Linked DNA regions of Gossypium hirsutum: region 1 is linked to region 2. The links are chromatin contacts, called in public Hi-C maps. All regions are on one chromosome and are shown on one strand. The core of a region is the stretch at or near the end of the contact, and the rest is flanking DNA. Distances in the headings are between cores, read along the strand shown. Region 1 holds the start of LOC107962839 (probable WRKY transcription factor 50). Region 2 holds the start of LOC107961649 (PHD finger protein ALFIN-LIKE 4).

Evidence for each region. Hi-C and Micro-C count contacts between places; a contact is called where the count stands out from the background.
Region 1: a contact with region 2 is called in a Hi-C map of hypocotyl, with 2.1 times the contacts expected there. The contact joins the promoter of LOC107962839 here to the promoter of LOC107961649 in region 2. A contact is called at or near these places in 2 of 34 Hi-C or Micro-C datasets (hypocotyl and leaf).

What each region holds. Positions count from the first base shown.
Region 1 is chrA06:28,707,885-28,715,614 of Gossypium_hirsutum_v2.1, reverse strand. LOC107962839 (probable WRKY transcription factor 50) reads right to left here and starts at 4,687. Exons shown (of 3, transcript XM_016899382.2): 1 at 4,306-4,687; 2 at 4,073-4,211; 3 at 3,421-3,922. The coding sequence starts at 4,516. The coding sequence ends at 3,799. LOC107962838 (protein PLASTID MOVEMENT IMPAIRED 1-RELATED 2) reads left to right here. Exons shown (of 3, transcript XM_016899381.2): 2 at 1-1,947; 3 at 2,041-3,366. The coding sequence ends at 3,115.
Region 2 is chrA06:28,257,047-28,264,471 of Gossypium_hirsutum_v2.1, reverse strand. LOC107961649 (PHD finger protein ALFIN-LIKE 4) reads right to left here and starts at 3,450. Exons shown (of 5, transcript XM_016897714.2): 1 at 3,076-3,450; 2 at 2,913-2,945; 3 at 2,105-2,333; 4 at 1,329-1,461; 5 at 10-1,015. The coding sequence starts at 3,172. The coding sequence ends at 746.

The DNA.
Region 1 (7,730 bases), core at 3,438-5,937, 450 kb before region 2:
CCATGTGCATTCTATTGATGGCTTGCCCGCCTTCTTAAATGACTTGAGCTTATGTGTGCATTGGAAGATGAAGGATGAAGTATTGTCTACTCGTGCAGTGAGGGTTGTGGATGGAATTGCTGAATTTGAAGAGACATTAATGTGTAAATGTTGTGTGTATGGTAGTAAAATTGGGCCTCGTAATTTAGCAAAATACGGGGCCAGGCTTTTCGTGATCTATGCATCCATTGTTGGCGCTTTGGGGAATAATATAGGCGAGCATTGGATTGATCTCACAAGGCTGTTACCACTTACTTTGGAGGATTTAGTTGGGGAGAAGAGGTCAGGTAAATGGACTACCAGCTTTAAACTTTCTGGCAAGGCTAAAAGTGCGACTCTAAATGTCAGCTTCAGTTTCTTGGCAACTGGGGATAATTTAGTTGAATCAAGTGGCAAAACAAATGCATCGAGTTTTTTAAATCTAACAGAGAAGGGGTCAAGTGCAATGGGACACAGTGGGATTCTTAATCCAGACAAGGGGAATGGGATACTTCAATATTTGGGGAACGTTCCGAGTAATGTAAACCACATGTCTTACCTGTCACCTCTATCTGTTGATTTACAGTTTGGTACTGAATTGTTGCCAAGTGTGGGACTGAAACTTTCCAAATCATTAGGTTTTTTATATCAGAAACTTAATGAAGGGAACTTGCACAGGGTGTCAAGCTTAGATAAATTGTCTGAGCATGTGGAGCCACCCAAACATTATTCCGATTTTGATAAAGTTATAGATGAGTATGAAAACATTGAGTTCTCTGTTATTGAACGGGGTGTAGAAATGTGTCATAATGATCCATCTAAACTTGAACAAAGTGCTATTCAGACTATTGATGGCTCCACCATTGATATTATCAATGTGGAAGAGATCCTTAAAGGATGTGACACTGACATTGATGAGGAAGCAGAACAGCTTTTAGATGTCTACTGCTCCAGTGTTTGTACGGAGGAGGTTGGGGTATATGAATGCAGACAGGAAAAGAGTGCTATACATTCAAAACCAATGACTTTGGGGGGGCTGGAGTCAGATTTTGATGACATATTTATTACAGAATCTTCATCTGCTTTGGATGAGTTCATCGAGCATGAAAAGTATATGGAGGTTAAATCACATTACACACCTAGCAATTCAATAAAGAAATCACTGAGTCTCGATGAAATTGCCGACTCTGTGGTTAGTGATTTCTTAAAGATGCTGGAAATTGAACACGGTCCATTTAGCTTGAATTCTGACAATGCTGTTGAGTCTCCTAGAGAACGTCTGTTGAGAGAATTTGAGAATGAAGCCTTAGATTCCGGTGACTTCATCTTAAATTTTGAAGCTGGGGGAGAAGAGGAGGAAGTTGGATCCACCACTCCTGGTCCTTGTCACGGGGTTAATTATGATGATTTTGCTTTCTCTTCAGTTATTCTGCCCAGGAAGGAGCAGGAGGAAAGTCGGTCACTGGCAAACAGAAGGTCAATCAAAATGCTTGAATACTTGGAGACTGAAGCCTTGATGTGTGAGTGGGGCTTAGATGAGAAGGCATTTCAAAGTTCTCCGTGTGTTCAGACTGATGGATTTGGAAGTCCAATAGAGTTTTCATCAGAAAAAAGTGAATTACCTCCACTGGGAGAAGGCTTTGGACATTTCGTTCCAACAAAGGATGGAGGTGTCCTGCGGTCCATGAATCCTTTACATTTTATAAATTGTAAAAATGTTGGGTGCCCGGCCATCCAAGTATCTAGAGCTGCTGTGTTTCCTGCAAGATTGGGTACTGATGTTAAGGAGATATTACAAAACTTGGCTTCACTCGGAATTGAGAATCTTTCCTTGCATGTAAACAAATTAATGCCTTTGGAGGATATGACTGGGAAAACATTGCAACAAGTTGCACTGGAAGCTGCATCCAGAGCTATAATGCTAGAGAGGTATGCATTAATCTCGCCATCAGTTTCTCAATTTCTTTCTCTTTCACTTTCATCTTTTATCCTGTTTTATTAACACAAAATATTATTTGACAGGTGGGATGAGTTGCAGCAAGTATTACTATGTGAGCGTGATTCATTTGATCAGAGAAATGAAGGATTTCAATTTTGCTGGAGTTGCGATAATCTGAGCTCAGGTCTCATATGTGGTCAGATTGACCCAGGTTGTGTATCTATGGAAAACCTTGTTCCATCGGTCATGAGTAGGATTGAAGTCCTTGCGTTAGAGGGTTTGAGAATTCAATGTGGCATGTCAGACGAGGATGCACCATCAAGCATCAGTCCTTTTTCCTCGAGCAACATGCCATTTATTATAGGCAAGGATTCAAATTTCAGTAAGTTACTAAGTTTTGAGGGAGCTGCAAGTTCACATTCCCTGGACCTGGATTTTGAATATGATTTTGATTATGTTAATAGATTAATGAGCCTTTCCATAACATTGGATGAGTGGTTACGGCTGGACGCTGGCATTATAGACCACGGAGACCATATTAGTGATCATAAGGTCCAGATCCTTGAGGCTCATCAAGCCAAGTGCCTTGATTCGGTTAGTGGAAAATTGATAAAACGTGTTAACTTAGGTAAAGCATCTGGTAGACAGCATGGGCTGTTGGGGAACAACTTTACGCTTGCTGTCATGGTGTTGCTTAGAGATCCCTTTCGAAACTATGAACCAATTGGCACTTCGATGATTGCTTTAATTCAAGTAGAGCGAGCTTCTCTTGCTATAGAGCCAGAAAGAGATGAGCAAGAGAGCCCTGAATCCGAAGTTGCAGAAGAAAAAGATGGTGCTCCATTTTTCTTAATCACTGAAGTCCATCTTGCAGGGTTAAATACTGAGCCTCATAAGCAGCATCTTTGGGGTAGCAAAGCACAGCAACAGTCCGGGACACGCTGGTTGCTTGCTAGTGGCATAGCTAACTCCACTAAGAAAACATTTTCGAAGTCAAAAGCGATGGTAAGATACTACCCATCAATGATGAGAAAGATGCAGCCTGGGAATGTGCTATGGAGTCTAACCTCAAATGTTCATGAAACTGGAACAAATTGGAATGACTTGGCAGATTTTGGTCCACATTCTCGAAACCCTAATGTCATCCTCCCAAATTAAGTCGTCATATTTGTTGTAGAATGCTGTTTTTGAGTTGTTACTATGAATATGAATATACCCGTGTGTAGAGTTCAGTGAGTTTAAGCATTTTTTATTTTAGTTCCTATAGGTAACAGCCAGCTTTTCTGCAACTATAGTTGTCTAGATTGTATAGTCCAATAAGAATCCATTTTACTGTTGAATACCCATTTCAAATGTAATCAAGTCATATCCATTTGATAAATGAAGCATATAGCTAAAGTTTTCTGCCTGATCCGTGCCTTCTATTCTCTTGCAATGGTTTCTTCATGCTGCTATCACATGGCTTACCAAAAGTCTACAAATTTTATTGATGATTTCGGTTGCAGTTGGCAATATCATATCGAATGTTCGAAGAACCGATCCTAACAACCTCCACCGGTCCTAAGTTAAAAACAGACCCTGACTTTGTGTTGTCAAAACTAAAGCTTAGGGTTCTACCAAAGCTTAACAAGCGATAACAAGATAAAGTTGGCCAAACCCCATGTAGTCTGGTTCTTGGATTTTCTTACAGATACCGACATGGATAAAATGGAGTGAGGCTTTTTTTATATTCTACACAGGCGATGTGATCGTTGCAGATCGAAGTTGGCCTTCTGCAGGAGTTGGCTGCGAGATTGTAACGGTAAAAGAACTCGAACGTCCTGAGAAAATTAACCACCGATTCAAGAAACGCTTCGGTGATTATGGATCCCCTCGTAAGTTGTAATTACATAACTCGGATCCTCTTTATCTCTTTCGACTCTTTTCTTCACGGGGCATCCGTCAATAGAACATCTGTAGTAATTCCTATCAATCAAACAATAACAAATGAAACTGGTTTTTGAAAGACTAATCAAAATATATCTGCTCTTAGCTTAGTAGCAGATGATGATTCCAGGCTGCAATGCTCAAATTGTATAAAGATTAAAAACCGTACAAGCATTTGATAAAAAATACCTTGGATTTGGACTATTCTTCACCCATTTCTTCCCATATTTCCTCCATCTGTATCCATCATCCAGTATCTCAACCTCAGACTTGGTCTTGAATGCAAATCTTTCTCTGACGTCCCTCCTTTCCCTCGCAGTTTCATTTTCTGCCATTAACACAAACAAAGTGATTATCCTCACTCAATCAACCACATACTAATGTAGGAACTTCTACAAGTTAAAAACAGTAAATTTCATTACCAGGTACTTGAAGGAGGCCGCTAGTCCTAGCAGAGTCATTATTAACCTCATCGGCTTGATTAAAAGGAAACTGAATTGGCCCTGTGATGATTGTTTCAGGATAATCCTCCAGCCAACCATCAAGAGTCCAGTCCTCGGGGAACTCAAAATTGGATTGGTCGGCACGGTCACTTTCCGGCGAGTCGGGCGGATTAAAATTGCTGCTAGACATTTAGATATTGAAACTAAAAAGACCACCCTCTACCGTATGGATGATGGCAACGTACATATATATTATATTCAGGTTAACTATCAGCAAGGTGGTTTCTCCATCACCTTCCTGTGGAATTGCAGGAAGCTTCACTGCTTCAATGCTTGATGTTAAAGATGTTTGGGTCCCAGGTGTTTTCCATTAAGAAGCTAAAAGGAAGTGGGGCTTCCCCCATTGATGACTTGAGAAGACGAAGACTTCATTGCTTTGTTTTGTGTGAAAATTTAGCTTTTCTTTTCTTTATTTTCACCAGTCTCGTGCTTAGACCAACCCTTTCACAACGTTGTGGCTGAAGACAAGTCAAAAGTGATTAAGACCCCAACTATCATAAAACATTATCATGGTCTTTTATACATATATATATATATATATGAACCCATTGGAAGGAAAACTATGCATTGCTATAATCAGAACCTAAAAGGTAAGACCCATTTTTTCTTGACATTCATACAGTGCATGCAACACAGGACAAAATCCAGGGCTTAATGTTGGGTTAATTATCACTAAGCCATGAATGAAGACAAATCCATCTTCATCATTAAGGCACACTATGGGTTCATGTCAATACTCCAGTTCTTTATCCAATTAAAGAAGAATCCTTGACCAACCCAGAACTTTACATGAAACTTCATTTGTCACTGTAGAACTTTTCTAATTTTCCATCCTTTACATTATCTGATTGGCTTACTATTTTATTATTTCAGTTTAATTTTTGTCCTACTAAGGCAATTCTTAATTTTTTTTATAGTATAGTCAACCATATAACTATATCTATAGATATATGTTTGGCATATATTTTGCCTTGTGTCAAATCATTCTACATCCCATAAATAATCCATCCTTTTTTTTCAACTACATTCCTGGTTCCTGGAAGCCAGACTGCGGAATTTAAACAGAGTAAACGATGGTGAAATGGAGATTAAATAAAATAAAATCATCTGTATATATCATCTTTCATGATATTTATAAGCTGGTATAACTTTGGATATTATATAACAAACAATACTATTTTCATTACACCTTTCACTTCGGGTCAAAATTTTTTATTTAATTTATGTATGCCATTTGTATTGCCTAGTGTCAAATCATTGTACCTAGTTCCTGGAAGCCAGACTGTGGAATTTGAATAGACATTTGAGGGTGAAATGGAAATTCAATTAAAAGTACAAAATCGTTTATATTGGTAAAAGTACCTCTATTATACTTCAAATTATATTTTGAGGAGTAAAATAATTCCTCCAATAAAATTATGCCATTAAATACTTATTTTAATGTTTTATATATACAATATAATAACATATGTAGCCCTCGTTCTTTCAATACCTATAGATATACCTTAAAAGGTACATTAGCAAGATATATATTCGGTATAAAATGTATGGATAATTTCATTTATGATGGAATTTAAATTTCATATCATGTAGTGGACATTACCAGGTAAGATCGTAAGAGCCTAAACAATTGCATCACATCAATTTATGCTATGAAATCATAGAAACTTCAATGGACATTGTTTCCCGCAGTTTTCAGGTAGAAATCGGGATGCCATGTTATAGTATTCACAATACACATATGTTTAATATGTCATTAGATAAGTGGTTAGTCAGTTAGAATTTGTTAGGCTAATGGTGTTGCGGAGCGTAAACACTGACATGTTGTTGAGACTGGTCTCACTCTTCTGGCTCAAGCTAATCTACCAATGGACTACTGGGGTTATGCTTTTTGTAGTGCTGCTCATCTCATTAATCGATTGCCTACATCGGTTTTAGAAGGGAAGACCCCGTTTCAGTGTTTATTTAATTGCGCTCCAACATATGATCATCTTCGGGTATTTGGTTGTTGTTGTTTTCCATACCTACGACAATTTGGTAACCACAAGCTCGAGTTTCGGTCTCAACCGTCTACATTCCTGGGGTATAGTCCGCATCATAAAGGTTATTTCTGTCTCACGCCAGATGGAAAGGTGATTGTTTCTCGTCATGTCGTGTTTGATGAAAATAGATTTCTGTCTTCACTGTCTACTACTTCCAGTGACCAGTTACCTCTGAATACCACTACGTATGTACCAGTTGTTCGATCGTGTATTTCTAACAAGATTCGTCCAGACTCTATTGTTGAGACTTCTGTGGATAGTTCTAATGGTGATAACATTCAGTCTAATTTTCCTGCTACGGGTAGTGTTTCTCCGCAGAGTTCCACTTCCAGATCTGCTGATAGAGAAGAGGTTCCTTCTACTATAGTTTCTCCTATTGCTCTTCCCGATGTTTCTCCTATCTTTGTTATTAACACGCATGCAATGGTGACAAGATCTAAAGCTGGGATATTTAAACCTCGAGCCTTATGTGCCGACAAAGTTGAGGTTGAGCCATGTACTGTTGAGGAGGCCCTTAGCCATCCAAACTGGCAACTAGCCGTTCAAGCTGAGTTCGATGCCTTACTAGCTAACTCGACCTAGGAGTTGTGTCCTCTCCCGTCTGTTCGGAAAGTAATCGGTTGTAAGTGGTTGTTTAAGATCAAGAAGAATCCTAATGGGACGATTAGTTGTCGGAAGGCACGATTGGTTGCCAAAGGGTGCTCACAGGTACCTGGTTGCGATTTTAAGGAGACATTCAGCCCGGTAGTCAAACCTGCTACCATTCGACTCATCTTGTCTGTTGCCGTGACCAAGGGATGGCATCTTCGGCAGGTCGATGTCAATAATGCCTTCCTGAATGGCGATTTAACTGATGATGTGTTTATGCAACAACCTCCTGGCTATGAGCAGTTTGGTCCAAATGGTGAACGGTTAGTTTGTCGGTTGACTAAAGCTTTGTATGGCTTACGACAGGCTCCTCGGGCTTGGTTTGACAAATTAAAACAGTTTCTCGTTTCTGCTGGGTTTACGGTATCAAAGTCCGATGCTTCATTGTTTGTTCGGTTGTCTTCTGATCATACTATCTACGTTCTTGTTTATGTGGATGATATTGTTATCACTGGAAGTTCAGTTGATGAAATTAATTGTTTTGTTCAAATGCTCCACAACCAATTTGCTCTAAAAGATATGGGTGAGCTTCATTATTTTTTGGGCATTGAAGTTAGTCAGTCTTCCTCAGGTAGTATTCACCTTTGCCAGCGAAAATACATCCGTGAACTCCTTGCTCGTAGTTCTATGACTAATGCCAGAAGTGTTCATACA
Region 2 (7,425 bases), core at 2,201-4,700:
AGATGGATGTATATAAAAAACTTATCCATCAGTTCAACCGATTTAACCTCATTCTGAATTAGTGCAATCCAACCAGCATGTCTGGTTATGAAAACAGTGCCAAAAACTCAGTTTTTGGAGAAATAAATCCCTCCAAAGCGACCTATTCCATAAACGTTGTAGGTCCCATAGAAACCCAAGGACTCAAGGTTCCCACAAAAACAAAGACACAAGACATCATAGATTAAAAAAAAAAATCCCTCGACAGAACCTACTTAATTAAAAATAAGGTTGAAGTACTTTGAAGCCGAGTCCCCTACTTTTTGTGTCAGTTGCTTCGGCTTCTAGGAGAGCGGTAGTAGCATATCCACCCAAGTTCACTGTTGGATCCATCTTCTTCCTTTAAGGTGCATGGACAGAAAGCACTAACAATAGTTTGAGCCCACTTTCGCCCAACTATTCATCCATCAATCCACATTACCTTTGTATACGAAAGGAAACCAAGTTGCATGCATATAAAGACCAGAAGGATTCAAACATAAACCAAGCCTCCCTTCCAATGGCAGAAATAACTGATTATAATTATCCTATTTTATAATCAAATTAAACAGCCAGTTCACCACCTACATATCAAAAGTCAAAACACAGATCTCCTACATTAAAACGTCACATTAACTAACATCGAACTTCACTACATCCCCTACTAGACAGTTAGCAGTCCCACAATGCCAGAATTCACATAAAACAGCCACCCCAACAACCATCGTCAAGGCCGTGCTCTCTTGTTGCTGCAAGATGGGCATTTGTACTGCTTAATATGCTCCGCCCTTGCTGGTGTAATCTTAACACACTTTCCATGGAACCATTTCTCACAGATATCACAGCAAATCCAGAATTCATCAGCAGCATAATTCTCTCCACAAGCCCCACATAACGTCTCTCCATGCTCCTCATCGTTTTCGTCTTCCATGCCATCTTCAACCTCATCCTTTGATGCTGCTGCCTTCGAATACTTGGGCTGAGATTCAGAACCTCGCTGCATATTTTCAAACAAAAAGGGAAAAGAATATCTAATTTGTAAGGTCCCCTTCCCTTGAAATTGTGTAAAGTCATTTCTCTCTTTCAGGTCAGGGTGACTATTGGTGGTATAATTAAAATAATGTTCTAGTACCTAAATTGGATTTTGGTCAAAGTTTGGCAACCAATGACAAAATCCACTCCATAAACCCCTCCCAAATTGTGAGATTAATATAACACTAGTTTTAGATCCAAAACAAACCTTAACCCTAAAATTTACACAGATTAACATTTAATGGAACAGTTAAGCAAGAAAAAGGATGTATCCATACCTTAGAGTTTGATTTAGATTTGTTGCTGCTATGATTTGAAACTGACGATTTCTCCTTTGTCTGTTTCTTAGTTGCCCCTGTCACAACTTCAAATATTGTCGGAAGGTCATTTATCATATTGAAAAGGCGTTTCCTGCATCACATTAAACAGTATTATTAAGGGAAAAAAAGTAGTTCAAAGTATAGAATAATTTTTATAGCAAATGCAAATCCGATAAACAGCTTTCCAGTGTAAGCAAGCTCATTCATGCAATGCCTATATATATTATGTACACATACATTATAAGCACTTCATGCTGAGGCCTATGATTAAGGATCGGACCAATCATACCTTGGATGAAAAGCTTACGTTAACACCTGGCTTTAGCCTTTTTGGAAAGAAATTCAATTAGTCAATGCAATAAAATTTCAAGGAAAACCCTATAAATTGGTGTTCAAAACAAATCAACTAATGAGGCTTCTTAAACAAAGTAGCAAAATTCTAGCCAAAGTTAAACATGTTAGATGCTGTACTAAATTAACCACAAAACGAAGATCCACTCACCGAAAAAAGAAAGGTCAGCTGAGCGAAAAAGATGGCATGCAAAATTTTCATCATAGACACGTAGCGAGTAGTACAAAAATACCAATTAATAACAAAACACCAAAAATGCAAGATATTCAAATCAATTATTAGGATGAACTGTTGCATGCCAATGAGTAACTTCGCTTATCCACATCTAGAATGGCGTATAAAGCCAAAACAGGAGACAACACATAGGGAAGGAGAAATATACCTGTCAGCTTTATCGAATCCAAACCTAGCACCAAAATAGAAAGCCACAGCAAGTAACCACGCGTCACTGTGTACAGCAACCAAAGACAACCAGTCCTTTTCTTGCATCCCATCTCTGGCAAAGTTGATACCCAGTGCAGGCTCCGGAAGCTCTGGAGGCACCTCTTCAGCAGGTAAATTCACCTCCCACTGCTCACTGGGATATCCATAAAGGCAAAGATTCTCCTTTTCTGTAATCAAAGTTTTAATTAACTCTGTTACATTTTGTGCATCTAGAACCAAACAAAGGTACCACGAATAAAATCGTGATAAGCATCTTATAATGGAATTCGTTTTCTTATCCAAATTAAAGCCATGTAACTAACCAATAAGCATCTAATAATGAGAACAATCAAACAAGAATTATTTTCCTCGCCGACTTTTAAAACTATAGTTACTTTATAAGAAAGAAAAAAAAGGGTCTACATTTGTAAAACAGAATTCCAGAGGAATAAAAAGCAGAATGTTGAAATATTCAAATCTACCTCATCTGAACATATAGATCCCTCTCCTAGTTCAAAACAATCCATTCTTATTTTAAAGGGGAAAGTTCAATCTAAGCAGAAAAATCGCTGTTCAGTAAGTGATAGTGTTCTTCAAGCCATAATCGTAAATACCATTGCATGCACTTCATTTATACTAAAAAAGACATTGAAAATAAAAATTTTAACTTCAATTCTCCAGATAAATCATTTCAACAAAATGAAGCTGGGAATAGAAAACCCAACAATAAATTCTCCATTTAAAAAATAAAAATAAAAACCAAGTACCTGGATCGCACTGCTTGTAGAACTCTTCCACATCTGCAAGCAACACCACACCCGAAAAAGTAATTAACATAAACAAACTTAAAAAGATAAGAATGGAAAGAAAGGGAGCGTTCTTTTAAGAAGATGACAAAAGAATAAGAGAAAAGGGAGAGAAGGGAGATACCAGTAGTGAGGGCTTTAATCATGGCAGCTCGACGACCCTTGAAATCTCGAAAGACTTCTTCGACTGTACGTGGGTTATAGGAAGCACCGCCGTCCATAACCCAGACTGATTATTTCGAAGAGAACTGGTTTTGTTTGAGAGAGAGAGAGAGAGAGAGAGAAGGAAGGAGAGATGTTTGCAAAAAATGGGTTTTTAGTGGCAGAGCATTTGAGTGAGACCCCTTTTCTTTGTGGGTGAAGAGAAAAGGAAGGAAAAGACAGAGAGGAGATGGAAGCGGAATTTTGAAAGAAATTGGGAGTTTCAATTAAGCGGATTTGATAAGGGAAGGAAGAGTCCGTGAACCTCACCCACCCCGGCTTTTCTCACTTTTGGCCCAAACTCTATATGATAATTAAATATTATTTTGATTAAAATAATAATATGTTTGGTGTTTTAATGTATAAAAATAAAATTGTTCTCATATTAATATTTATTGTTATGTTAAAATAATTATTTTTTAGTAATTTAATAACTGAATTAAGACTTGATAGTAAGTGACATTAACTAGACAAGATCTTTATATATAGTATAGAATATAATTGTAGCAATGAAATTAAAACTGGTCTAAATATAATTGTAGGAATCAGATGAGAATTGAAAATGATTATTAATGATATTAATTTTTTTTATACAATAAAGTAAAGAATAAGGGTTACATCGTTTGAACATGTATCCAATAAGTGTTTAGAAAGATTTTTTAACTCTCACTTCATATAAGTCAAGACATATTAAACTAAAAATTATATATATAACTTTTAAATTATTTCTTAAGAAATTATTAAAAGTTATGTCGATTTATAATTTTTTTAGGGAGTCAATTTATAATTTATTACTAAAATAATAATATGTATTTTCGAATCTTTAGTGATGTAATTATTTAATATTTATTAACATTAATCCTTTACATTAATATTTTACTTGGGGAAAAGTAGCAACAAAACAAAAAATCATAAATACATCAGGAACAGAACACAAGTTGGAACAAGAGAGCATTCAAAATATGATGTAATCAACACTTAAATATATGAAAAATTAAGCTTGAGCAGTCAAACAAGTAACAACCACAACAAAAATAAACCAAATCCAATGATGAAAGTGACAACCATATCAGCGACTGAGGTGGGGTAAGAAGTTATTTTTACTTTTAAGGATAAAAGAGGCAAATTAAATTAGAAGTAAGGTTATATTTGTTAAAGAAAAACAATTAGTTCAATGTAGGCTTTTATTATCCACACTAGATTTAAGGTGAGTTTAAATGGGAGGTGCGTTTACCTGCGGTTAGTGTAAAAATAACAGTGACGGTGAGATTAGATACTGTAGCGTGAGATAAAGAGTAAACTAAACGCATTGTACCGCACCACACCGCCGCCCCAAACGAAGCCTTAGAGTGAATTTAGATAGACTTCTTTGATTGTTCATTATTCAAATTTACATTCCTACAATTACAGATTTAGATATTTGTGTATATCTAAGTCTACTAATTAAAAATAAATGCTTCAAATAATGTTTGAACCTAAAACCTTTTATTTATAAAGCCATGCTTTAACCATTAATATTTTCTCTAAACATTGATTATAATTTACACTAATTAATAAATGACATATAAAAACATAATAAAATATTTTGTAAAGCTACATATAATAATTAATAATATAATTAATATAATAATTTTTATTAGAAAAAAATATCATCTTTAACATCTTATTCTCTCAATTGTAGACTAGTAAGTTCAATTAGTTAATGTGTATACTAGGGTATAGACAATAACCTAAATGAAAATGTATAAAGTATACCATAAGATGAATAAAGTATACATATCCTTATAGATAAATAATTTGAATTGTTAATTGTTCATTTAAATAGAGGTATGCTTGAAAGAATTGGTGTTAGGTGATTAATTCGGGAAAGACCTTAGGCATTGTTTGAAATAGCCTAGAGCCTAAAAGCTTACATGTGGCTATATACCTCTAATTCTCTTCTTCTTCTTCTTTTTTATCCTCAAGTACCCTTTTCTTGTAAGCCTTACTATCAAAGCCTTGAGCCTAAACTAGTCTATCACTCATTCCTTCTTTGTCTCATTCTTTAAAATGCACTATGTAATAGACGTTGCGCCATGGACATTGAGGGCTAGGTAGAGACATCATGGTGGCTTTGTGTGAGAAAAAAAATGAAGAGATTACGCGATTTTGTACTTAAAAAAAAGGTGAACGAAAGAGCGCAAAATTAAGAAAAAGAGAGTTAAATCAAAATTAAGATCAAAAATGAAAATCTTTCAGTTTACAATTACAAAATTGTATACGTACTAATCTCGCATTAGACCTTCTAACGTTTTGGAGAAATAAGGTAGGTAAGGGAAGGAGAAATAAGAAGGTGAGCTCATGAATAAATTTAGGGCGAGTAGGGAACAATGTCATGTGTTTAACCATTTTTAGTGCTTGAACCCGTTTTGAGTGCCCATTATTTGAATTTCAAATTGTCTTAAGCCTCAGAATGTTACAAGCCTAGAAGACCTTTGGAACTCGACTAAGTCACCAAAACAATAATTTGTGAATAGATTTCATTTGTTTGAATGAATATAACCAATTTTTAAATATCTATGAACAATTCGTATAATTTATTTTGATGGACAACACTTGTACATATGTTTATTTCCATTGCCTCTACATTTATTGACATTTTAACTTTGGGAACTAAATATATTTGAATTAGGAATAAACAAGTTAGCTAGATATCACTTTTAAGTTGCATGTGAGGTAGTTCTCGTACAAGTTCGATGTTTTATCACTATGTGACTTACTTGTTTGATTTCGTCCAAGAGTAGTCTTTTCTTTTGCATGTTTAGTGTGTTTCTTGAGGATAAGCAAAGAGTTAAGTGTAGGGGAGTTTGATTTGTCGTAACTTAATATGGCAAATTACGTTTTCCCAATATACTTAAAGGAGCTTATTCTCAAGCAAAGTAGTATCTTTTTTTGTAGTTTTTCATAATTTTTAGATTTTAAGTTAATAAGTGTAAATGCCTCGTTTTTACTCATTTTGAGACCTAATTTGCAAATTTGTTGCCCTAACATGTGGTTGAGTAATGTAGGGACGTGTTTGAGGATGAAAACGAGGCAAAATGACACTAAATGAGAGGGTAGCAAGATATTCAAACCTTGGAATCGCGATACCTCCAATAGACTTGAAGATTGAAGACCACCCTTCAATGGTATTATGATATCCACTTTAAATATCGTGATATGCATTATACAATAAGTACCCAAGTTCGAAACTGAACTAGACATTGTGATATGCTCTTCTTGGGTATTGCGATTCCAATATCGTGAGGGGTAAAATTGGACAAAAAGGGTAATCTTTGTCCACTGACGCACCAATTGTAACAGCCCATTTTCAATGAAATCGGAACAGTGGTTTCGAGACCATAAATTCGAGCCGAAAAGAATATTTATGTTAATATTATTGCATGGTCTTCATTATGATAGGAATGTAATATGAAAATTCTGATAAGAAAATTTTATCGATTATATGCTTAATTGGGGAAATGACCAAATTGCATAAAATGCAAAAGTTGAATTCTAGTAGCTAAAAGGATTAAATAGTTATGGAATTCAAAATTTGAGGTCTTTATATGGTAATTAGACCATTAAAGAAAAGTTAGTAGATATTTTTTTATGATCCATCCATGGAAAAATTAGAAAAGGCCAATGACTAAATTGGAAATGAGAAAAATTAAAAGATGGTAATTAATTAAATAAGAAATATCATCTTACTTTCATCATCTTCATCCCCAAATACATGGAAACCCTAGGAAAGAGAAAGCAAACTTTCTTGGCTTGATTAGATCTTGTCACGTTTTTAGTAATTTCTATATTTTTGAGATCAGAATAGCTTAATTTATCTACTTTGGGGATTAATTTATAAAGATATCAAAGTATAGAAATTTTTCCATGGATGAATATGCTGAAAATTTAAATTTTATGATAGAACATGAAAGGTTGTTGATAGATAAACAACTTTTACAAAGAGAATTTTGATGAAATCTTGATTTAAGGATTAAATTGAAAAGTGGTAAAATCCATGTAAAAATTTTGATTTTTGTGAAATTTATGGGTTGTTATTGTAACATGTAAAATTTGGTTAGGCTTGGAATAAGGATTAAATTGCATGAATTTTATTTTCCGAGTCTAGGACAAAATTGGAATTTATGAAAAATTAGGGGCAAAATGGTAATTTTTCCTAGGGTGTAAATTGAATCCAATTGAATATGAAATGTGATAAATTTATGATTAAGTACATTTATATAGATCCAGACAA